Linked DNA regions of Mus musculus: regions 1 and 3 are each linked to region 2. A link is a contact called in public HiChIP or PLAC-seq data. All regions are on one chromosome and are shown on one strand. The core of a region is the stretch at or near the end of the contact, and the rest is flanking DNA. Distances in the headings are between cores, read along the strand shown. Region 1 overlaps Maml3 (mastermind like transcriptional coactivator 3). Region 2 overlaps Maml3 (mastermind like transcriptional coactivator 3). Region 3 overlaps Maml3 (mastermind like transcriptional coactivator 3).

Evidence for each region. HiChIP or PLAC-seq counts read pairs in DNA pulled down with a chosen protein or histone mark.
Region 1: a contact with region 2 is called in a RAD21 HiChIP or PLAC-seq map of pro-B cells, with 4 times the contacts expected there. The contact joins two enhancer-like sites. A contact is called at or near these places in 1 of 39 promoter capture datasets (the C10 cell line), 1 of 15 datasets of contacts at CTCF or cohesin (pro-B cells), 16 of 484 Hi-C or Micro-C datasets (B cells, the C10 cell line, the HL-1 cell line and 10 more), 16 of 115 datasets of contacts at active chromatin or transcription factors (the NIH/3T3 cell line, astrocytes, bone marrow-derived macrophages and 11 more) and 3 of 9 other capture datasets (adipose tissue, embryonic trunk and pancreatic islet).
Region 3: an HNF4G HiChIP or PLAC-seq map of pancreatic cancer cells shows a contact between it and region 2. The contact joins two enhancer-like sites. A contact is called at or near these places in 3 of 484 Hi-C or Micro-C datasets (the HPC-7 cell line, nephron progenitors and regulatory T cells), 3 of 115 datasets of contacts at active chromatin or transcription factors (embryonic stem cells, extraembryonic endoderm stem cells and pancreatic cancer cells) and 2 of 9 other capture datasets (adipose tissue and embryonic trunk).

Annotation. Positions count from the first base shown.
Region 1 is chr3:52,006,614-52,009,313 of GRCm38.p6, forward strand. The region is part of intron 1 of Maml3 (mastermind like transcriptional coactivator 3); the gene reads right to left. Among named protein-coding and RNA genes, the nearest start is that of Maml3, 97 kb to the right of the region's middle. Within about 2 kb of position 1,253, at least 184 of the 459 cell types and tissues checked have an H3K27ac peak or open chromatin away from gene starts, as enhancers often do. A contact at or near this core is called in Th1 cells, adipose tissue, astrocytes and 8 more, where this site is marked.
Region 2 is chr3:51,787,641-51,790,340 of GRCm38.p6, forward strand. The region is part of intron 2 of Maml3 (mastermind like transcriptional coactivator 3); the gene reads right to left. Among named protein-coding and RNA genes, the nearest start is that of Gm46803, 81 kb to the left of the region's middle. RefSeq lists an enhancer at 212-2,700. Within about 2 kb of position 1,316, at least 277 of the 459 cell types and tissues checked have an H3K27ac peak or open chromatin away from gene starts, as enhancers often do. A contact at or near this core is called in Th1 cells, adipose tissue, astrocytes and 10 more, where this site is marked.
Region 3 is chr3:51,976,711-51,979,410 of GRCm38.p6, forward strand. All of the region lies in intron 1 of Maml3 (mastermind like transcriptional coactivator 3), which reads right to left. Among named protein-coding and RNA genes, the nearest start is that of Maml3, 130 kb to the right of the region's middle. Within about 2 kb of position 1,416, at least 30 of the 459 cell types and tissues checked have an H3K27ac peak or open chromatin away from gene starts, as enhancers often do. A contact at or near this core is called in extraembryonic endoderm stem cells and pancreatic cancer cells, where this site is marked.

The DNA of each region.
Region 1 (2,700 bases), core at 3-2,502, 220 kb after region 2:
TAGCTCTGGTTCAAACAAAAAAACCAAGAATCCGTGTAAAGGCTGGGAAAGGCAGATGGGGAGGGAGAAGGATCTTTTATTCTGTGGGATCCCGAGTGAGGAATGGAACAGGTTTCATCCTTTTGACTGTGCACCCCAATGGCAAATCCAGGAAGAGGGTAGAAGAAACCTAATGCTGTCTGCTAAAGGCCAGGGGACACTTGCAGTTATCAGCGCACACAGGAGGGCGTCTTGTTCCTGGGCTGCAAAAGCAGTGGTGCCTCTCACCTTCATCACCAAAGAGAGCATTCTCCATGAAATCTGTGTTGTCCCGAGGTCAGATCTGCAAAGCTATAATTATCCAGGTAACTCGGGTCCGATGTTTCTCAAAATATCCAGGTAATTATAGGAGAAAGGTCATTTCCTCTATATAATCTCAAACCTACCACTGGCTGTCTACACTGGCAGTTTGCCAGTCAAGATCGCCTGTCATTTCCATTTTGTTCTTTACTAGAATTTGCCAAGGACTAAGAATCCTAATGGGGGAGTTTTAAAAATGACTTTTGTACGGATACCGCTTCCTTCACCACCACCCCCCCCCTCACCAATGTTCTGCCGGTGTCCTCACAAGATGTAAAAACACCCTCTGCTAATTTTTAACACTCCAATGAATTGCATTCTGGGAAAAAAGATATTGTGAGACAGAAAGGAAAGGAGAGGGGTGAAGAGGAGGAAGAAAGGACAGAACGGTCCCAGGGCCTCCAAAACTGAGGACCTTAACTGCTTGGCCCTATTCCGAGAGAGAGAGAGAGAGAGAGAGAGAGAGAGAGAGAGAGAGAGAGAGAGAGAGAGAGAGAGAGAGAGAGAGAGAGAAAGCACAGGTCTGCAGGTCAACAACCCGCTCTTTCCGACTATGGGCTTTGACAGCAGGGGTAGTTTCGGGACGGGAAGAAGCGCATCTGCATGGGGAAGCCACTGTTCCTTTGCTTCACAAAGGAAGAAAAAAATGGCATTTATCCCAAGTAAGGCAGAACGTGGTAGGATTCGCCTCCCCCATCCTTTCTTCCCCCTTCCTCCTCCCATCGCCCTCACCGCCACCGCCCCTTCCTGTCGGAAGAGAAAAGGTGGGAGGGGGAGGAGGACCCACCGGTCACAGGCGGCGCGGTGGGATTCTCTTTCTTTGGCTTTTACCAGCCAATGGGGGTCAGGACGCTATTGGTTCAGCATCATGTGCGAGCGGGTGCCTCTCGCTTAGCAACAGCGAGCAGCGAGCAGCGGAGGCAGGAAGCAACGCCACCTGGCCCAGGGAGTGTGCGATGCTTTAAAAGGGAGACAGAAGGGGAGAAGAAAGAGCAATCTAGCTTAACATATTGTACTCCCAAGAACAAGGCTTCATCAGGCTGATAAAGACAGCCAGCCAGGCAAAAACCGGACACGAGCTCTGTCCCATGAGCATGTCTGTATCACCCTAGGTGGTCTACACATAGTTTTTGTTTTAAGGGACACTCTACTGTGCTGCAAGGGAGGTGGATGGAAAGATGGTTATCTGGGAGGTAGGGGTGAATCTACAACTCTCAGTGAGTTCAGTCAGTCTTATTCTCACATTAGGGTATTACTAGAAAAGACAAGTAAAATTGGGTGTGCTTGAAAAGGCAATTGGCTAGGTAGGAATCATGGCTTTCTTCCTTTTCTTTTTCTTTCTTTTTTCTTTTTCTTTTCTTTTTTTTAATTAATCAACACAGTAGCTGTTTCTAAGTGCTAAATTCCATCATAGTGGCCAACAATTAGCCCTTTGGAGTAGAAAATGGCAAAAGAGAAAGACAATCCTGTAAAGTGTGCTGTGCTGTGTGTGTGTGTGTGTGTGTGAGAGAGAGAGAGAGACAGACAGACAAGACCTGGGCTGTGTGTGTGATGTGGTGTGTGTATGAGTATGTATGTGTGTAGTGTGTGATGTGGTGTGGTGTGGTGTGTATATGAGTATGTATGTGTGTAGTGTGTGATGTGGTGTGTGTATGTATGTATGTGTGTAGTGTGTGATGTGGTGTGGTGTGGTGTGTGTATGAGTATGTATGTGTGTAGTGTGTGATGTGGTGTGTGTATGTATGTGTGTAGTGTGTGATGTGGTGTGGTGTGGTGTGTATATGAGTATGTATGTGTGTAGTGTGTGATGTGGTGTGTGTATGTATGTGTGTAGTGTGTGATGTGGTGTGGTGTGGTGTGTGTATGAGTATGTATGTGTGTAGTGTGTGATGTGGTGTGTGTATGTATGTGTGTAGTGTGTGATGTGGTGTGGTGTGGTGTGTATATGAGTATGTATGTGTGTAGTGTGTGATGTGGTGTGTGTATGTATGTGTGTAGTGTGTGATGTGGTGTGGTGTGGTGTGGTGTGTGTATGAGTATGTATGTGTGTAGTGTGTGATGTGGTGTGTGTATGTATGTGTGTAGTGTGTGATGTGGTGTGTGTATGTATGTGTGTAGGGGGAGATTTTGGGTTTCTCTTTGCTGCTTCTGTGATTCAAGAGGTATTTTGAGGAGGCTGGGATGAGCTCTGAAGGTCTCCCTGCCTGCCTGTAGCAGACGTTGTGCCAGTGATAATAAGGAAAAGCATCCAGCTCATTCATATCCCCTCAGAGTACATAACCTCCCCTTCCCCCTGTTCTAGACCCCCCTACCATGCTCTATAAAGACCCCCTAACTTCTATATCCAATAAACCCCAATCC
Region 2 (2,700 bases), core at 66-2,565:
ATAGCTCCTCTTTCCCAGCACAGGTCACCCCGGCTGGCTTTTTATGTGAATAGTGAGGACCAAATAGGTCACCATGCCTGAGCACCTTACTGACTGAACTACCACCCTGGCCCATGAAAATTCTTTTAAAGATGAATTACTTTTCTTAAGTCGGGTAGATATGGCCTGAGGCACGAAAATAGCCAACTTTTTAATTTGTTTTTGGACAGATTGTTATGTGCTGGCCCTTGTTTTAAAGTCCTCACGAAATCTAGATTTTTAAAGCTTTTTCGTTAGATTTTTTTTTAATCCTCAGAACAATTCTATAAGATATATAACGTATGTTTGAGAGGTCAAACTCCATTTCACAAAACAGAAAAGTAAGACATGGAGAAATGACATGTTTGGACTGTAGAGATGGCTCAGCAGTTAGGAGTGTTTCTTTTGGAGAATTCCCAGTTTGGGTTCCCAGCACCCACACTGGGCGGCTCACAATCATTGTATATCTACTTCCAGGGGAATCTAGTGCCCTCTTCTGGTTTCTGTGGGCACCTGCACATATGTGATGCATATAAATACATTCAGGCAGACATAATCATAAAACCAAAAAAAATCTTAAAAATAGGAATTAAGTTGTCAGCTGAAGATTATAAATAGCAAGCAATATCAGGTTGGGACTCAAATCTAAGGCTTCAGAATTCCAAGCACTTAGCATATCTATGTCTATAGAATTAAAAATTTAAAAATACACATCAACATGCAGAAGTCTAGGCAGGAAAAAAAGATCCTTCATCGTTGGGGTGGTTTTTTTTTGGGGGGGGGGACCTACTACTATATTGTATTTAGTTTTTGCTTTCTGTAGATTCCAGGTCAGGCTTCCCGAATTAACTGGGAAAAGTTAAAAGTTTTAGTTCAGTGCTGAAGTTTTCTCTGAAGATTCATTTCAGAAATCAGACCCGGGTTCCTCCCTTGTCTGCAAAATTTATCTTAGACCTCAGGAGGGAAAGGCAGCTTGAGCTGTAACACAGCCACAAAGAAGATGGCAGTGAACGGCAATAAATAACACTACTGACGTGTGGGCCCAGTGCATCAGGAAAAAAAAAAAAAGAAAAAGAAAAACCACTCCTGGCTTTGAATGGCAGAAACACCACATCTGTGCGTATTCACCCTGGATCTAATGCAAGTCTTTTAAGATCCCGGGCTCTGAGACAGAGAACCGTGAGTCAGTGGGGAGGGGAGAGAGCAGAGATAAAAATAGAGATGTTGATTACATTGTTTCTAATTCAGCCCAGCCCAACCGCTCCAGCCTGTGAGTCAACAGCAGCGGTTCAAAGACACAAAAAGGAGCGGGATGCTCTGTGCCACTGAGCAGAAGGGACGCGGTCACATCAGCACCTCTCCGACTAAACAGACCCATGACACTCAGGCTGTGTGGTGTGAGTTCAAAAATGAACAAGTCGGAAGTAGCGAGGGACAAAGTGGACGCAGATCGATGGACAGCAGAGCTCTGACCCTCTAGCGGAAAAAGCTGCCTTTTGTAAGAATCCTGGGCTGTGGGGGATGGGCGACAGAGCTTGTGCTTAGAGGCCAACTTCCACTCTTCAAACACTGTATTGTTTTCTCTGGGGCATAAGGCTTACTGCCATTCCAGACTGGTCTCCATGGCAGCAGGAGAGGAGGGAGAGGAGAGGAGGAACAGATGGGGGTCACAGAGGTCTTAATTCTCATGCAGGGGTCCTCCCTGCCAGCCCCTTTCTCCTTGAGGACCTGTGACATGTTGCACCTTCTCGGGGCCCAGGAAGCGGATGGTTTTGGTTCAGTTCAACTGGCTAGATCTTGGGAGCCTACTTTGTGCTGGTCTTTTGCCTCTTCTAATTGGCAGTAGTGTCTGTTGAAAATGGCCCGCCTCTGCTTGGTTTGGAAAGCTGAAAATGAGGAAAAGGCCAAGTTTCTGTTCCCCTAAGCTTTACCTTTTCCCAGACCGGGGCTATAAGCAGCCACAATGACAGGGGGACGCTCAACTGCTTTGTCGCCCCAGACGCTAACGCTCTACCCTTGGAAGGGCTGAGGTGGTCCCTCTGTAGCCTTAGAGTTCCTGGGCGGGTCTCCCTCTTTCTAGTTCCTTGCAAGTGTATGATATTGCAGGATCCCTCTAGGGCAGACCCCAGCCATGACGTTCCTCTGACAGTCTATTCTCTCAGGGCCTATGGGCATCAATGTCACTCTGATTTTAAAAGTCAGGAACCTAGGCTCCAACCAATACATCCCTCTCCTTCAAGGTCCATTTTCCAATATCAGCAAGGCCCTTACTGTAGGCCTCCAGGGCGCGGTGTCTATTGTACTGAATTCCATTCACTTACTCCTGTCTTTCTTTCTTCTCACCCCGTTCTCTCAGCCTTCAAATTATAGGGCTAAAGTTCTTTCCAAATAATTCTCTCCGTGCCCACTCCCCTCCACCAGCTGTGTGGTCAGATGGAGGTTTCCAAAAATGCAACTACAACTGCACTAGAACAGCCTGCCTGTCAGTCTTCAGCGGCCTCTCTTCACTGTTAGCACAGCGGGTAGAATCCTGGAAATGACGTGACCCCAGACTATTTCCCAGCTTCACCCCACCTCACTTTTCCCTGCCCATGAGCTGTGTCCCTCTAAGCCCTAGGACGTCACGACACGCTTTTTCCTAGTCACCACGTTCTGTCTTAGCCCATCCCGACACCACTTTTG
Region 3 (2,700 bases), core at 166-2,665, 190 kb after region 2:
GTTTATAGCTCAACCTCCTAACCAACTTGGGTCCATGTTGCTTTCTGTTGAGTGACCTGATTTCACCCTTAGACCTCCTGCACTGACCTCAGCTTCCCTCACCAGCCAGTATCTTTCTCAGGGACTGGGTATTTTGCCTTGGTCTTGAAAATTCCTCTCAATTAATACTTTGATCAGCTACATGCTAAAAGATCTTGAAGCACTGTGTGTGTGTGTGTGTGTGTGTGTGTGTGTGTGTGTGTGTGTGTGTGTGTGTGTAACCCTCCCGAGAAAACTGTGGAAAGCTTACTTTAAAGATAATAATTTAAATAATTATTTCACCAAATAACAATGCTGTACTGGCTAATTTTGTGAAAACTTGACACAAGCTGGAGTTATCACAGAGAAAGGAGCTTCAGTTGAGGAAATGCCTCCACAAGATCCAGCTGTAAGGCATTTTCTCAATTAGTGATCAAGGGGGAAAGGCCCCTTGTGGGTGGTGCCATCTCTGCGCTGGTAGTCTTAGTTCTATAAGAGAGCAAGCTGAACAAGCCAGGGGAGGCAAGCCATTAAAGAACATCCCTCCATGGCCTCTGCATCAGCTTCTGCTCCCTGACCTGCTTGAGTTCTAGTCCTGACTTCCTTGGTGATGAACAACAATGTGGAAGTATAAGCTGAATAAACCCTTTCCTCCCCAACTGCTTCTTGGTCATGATGTTTGTGCAGGAATAGAAACCCTGACTAAGACAAATGCCCTCTTGCCTTCACTGTTGTCCCCCACTGGACATTTATGGAAGAAGGGGACTGACCTGATCAGTAAACATCCAAAGAGAGATAGAAAAAGAAGGAAGGAATCGTGGATACCTAGACATATGCTTCTTGTACATTCAGGTGAGTATTCCTGGGTCTGGACTGGTCAGCCGCATGAGAAAGCGCCCAGCAGACACTCTGGATACATTTTAGACTTGGAGCTTTAGCTTCTCATTGTGGTATAATCTAGGAGCCTAAGAATCTTTCCAGAAAACCTTAAAGGATACTCTTGATGCACCACAATCCATTCTGGCAGGTCCTGCAACTCCCTTGAATAGACACAAAGTAACCGCCAGTCTGTAAGGGTGCCTGGCACACACTATTTAAGGTGCTTGATCTGCCTGCTTTTTACCGGAGGAAAGGGGGAAAGCCTTAGAGACTTCAAGGACCTCTTATCACTGACATCCATTGCCAGCTTTCCTCCTTTTTCATGTAGAGACTGCACACCTCCAAATACCAACTCTAAGCAAAGCAGCTGTTTTGGTGACAGAGACCTTAAGACACAGGATGCGGCTAGGGCTTCTTTTCTCATTTCAAAAGGATCTTTTCACTGCCAGCAGTAGCCCTGAGCTCCCCCTCTGACCTTTCTGGACTTGTGTGTCGCTCACATTGAGAAGTATTAACAACAGCCATGACCGGCCCTGTTTATTCAGAGTTAAGCATTAACGAGGCTGAGTCCTCTAACCTGCCGCCATCTTTCTCCAGGAAAGACATGCCTATGTCAATATCCTAATGTAAACACCCCAGTTTTTCCTAGGGGGGATGAGAAGACCAGCTGACAACTAGGAAGAGAGAAGGGAGCCTTGGCTGTTTAGAAATGTACCATGGAGCTTGATTTGAGGCCGACTGTGCACTTGATCAGCGCTGGTGTTGTCTAATAGAGGGGCGATAAGGCACGTAGCCTTGGATTTGTTCACCATGACTTCAAGCAATCTGAGAGTTTGGAAATAGGGAATCCTTTTACCGCACAGAGGAGATGGGGGACTTGTGTCACGGAACTCTTTGTTCAGGGCTTGCCTGTTTACCTGTTTAGTTTTTGGTGGTTTTTTTTACCCCTTTGTGAAACACCTATGTTGCCAAGAGAGGGTGGGATTCTATTCTGAGGAGACAGGAACGCTGACAATACTAACTTGGGCACAAAGAGGGACCAAGAGCTTCATTAAAGCTCCTCTCAGATACTGCTTGCTAGACAATGAAATTGCAAAACTTGTCATGAGGCCCAATGCTGTGGAAGAAATAAAATACAAAAAAAATTTTTTAAAAGACAGGGGAATTTCCCCCCCCCCCCAGTCAGATTTTTCTGTAAAACAAACAAACAAACGACCCACTCTAATCAATTTACCTAAACTGATGCGTGGTACGGTGGGTGGGGTGACAAGACTAAAATCCCAAACTCAGCCAGCTGCCTGCAGAACAAAATGAAGGCAGACACAGGCAGCCTCCTCCAGATCCGCAAAGAGAGAAAGCGGAGGTCACCTTTTCCTTCCTAAAGCAATCCAAGCAACGACACAAAGATGCAAACGCACAGCATGGAAAACTGAGGACTGCTGGTTTCCTGTACAGCCGAGATGTTCAGGTGGCAGAGCCGCTTGCTTTCGGGTTTCTGCCTCTGCGCTGGTTGGGAGGATGGGCTTTGGATTCCAATTTAACTATTCCGGAGATGCACGAGCTCAGACAAGCAATCCTGCTGTTTTAAACTGTGTGCATTTCAGAAATGAGCCCAGATGAATCAAGTAACAGAAACCAAATGGGGATGGCAGAGGAGAGAACACTTGGCTGGACGTTCTTAGCATCAACATTTAGAGGTGTCACCGTTTGCTCAGGGGCGTATTTATATAAAATGGGGGCTGGAGAGATGGCTCAGAGGTTAAGAGCATTGACTGCGCCTCTGGTGATCCTGAGTTCAATTCG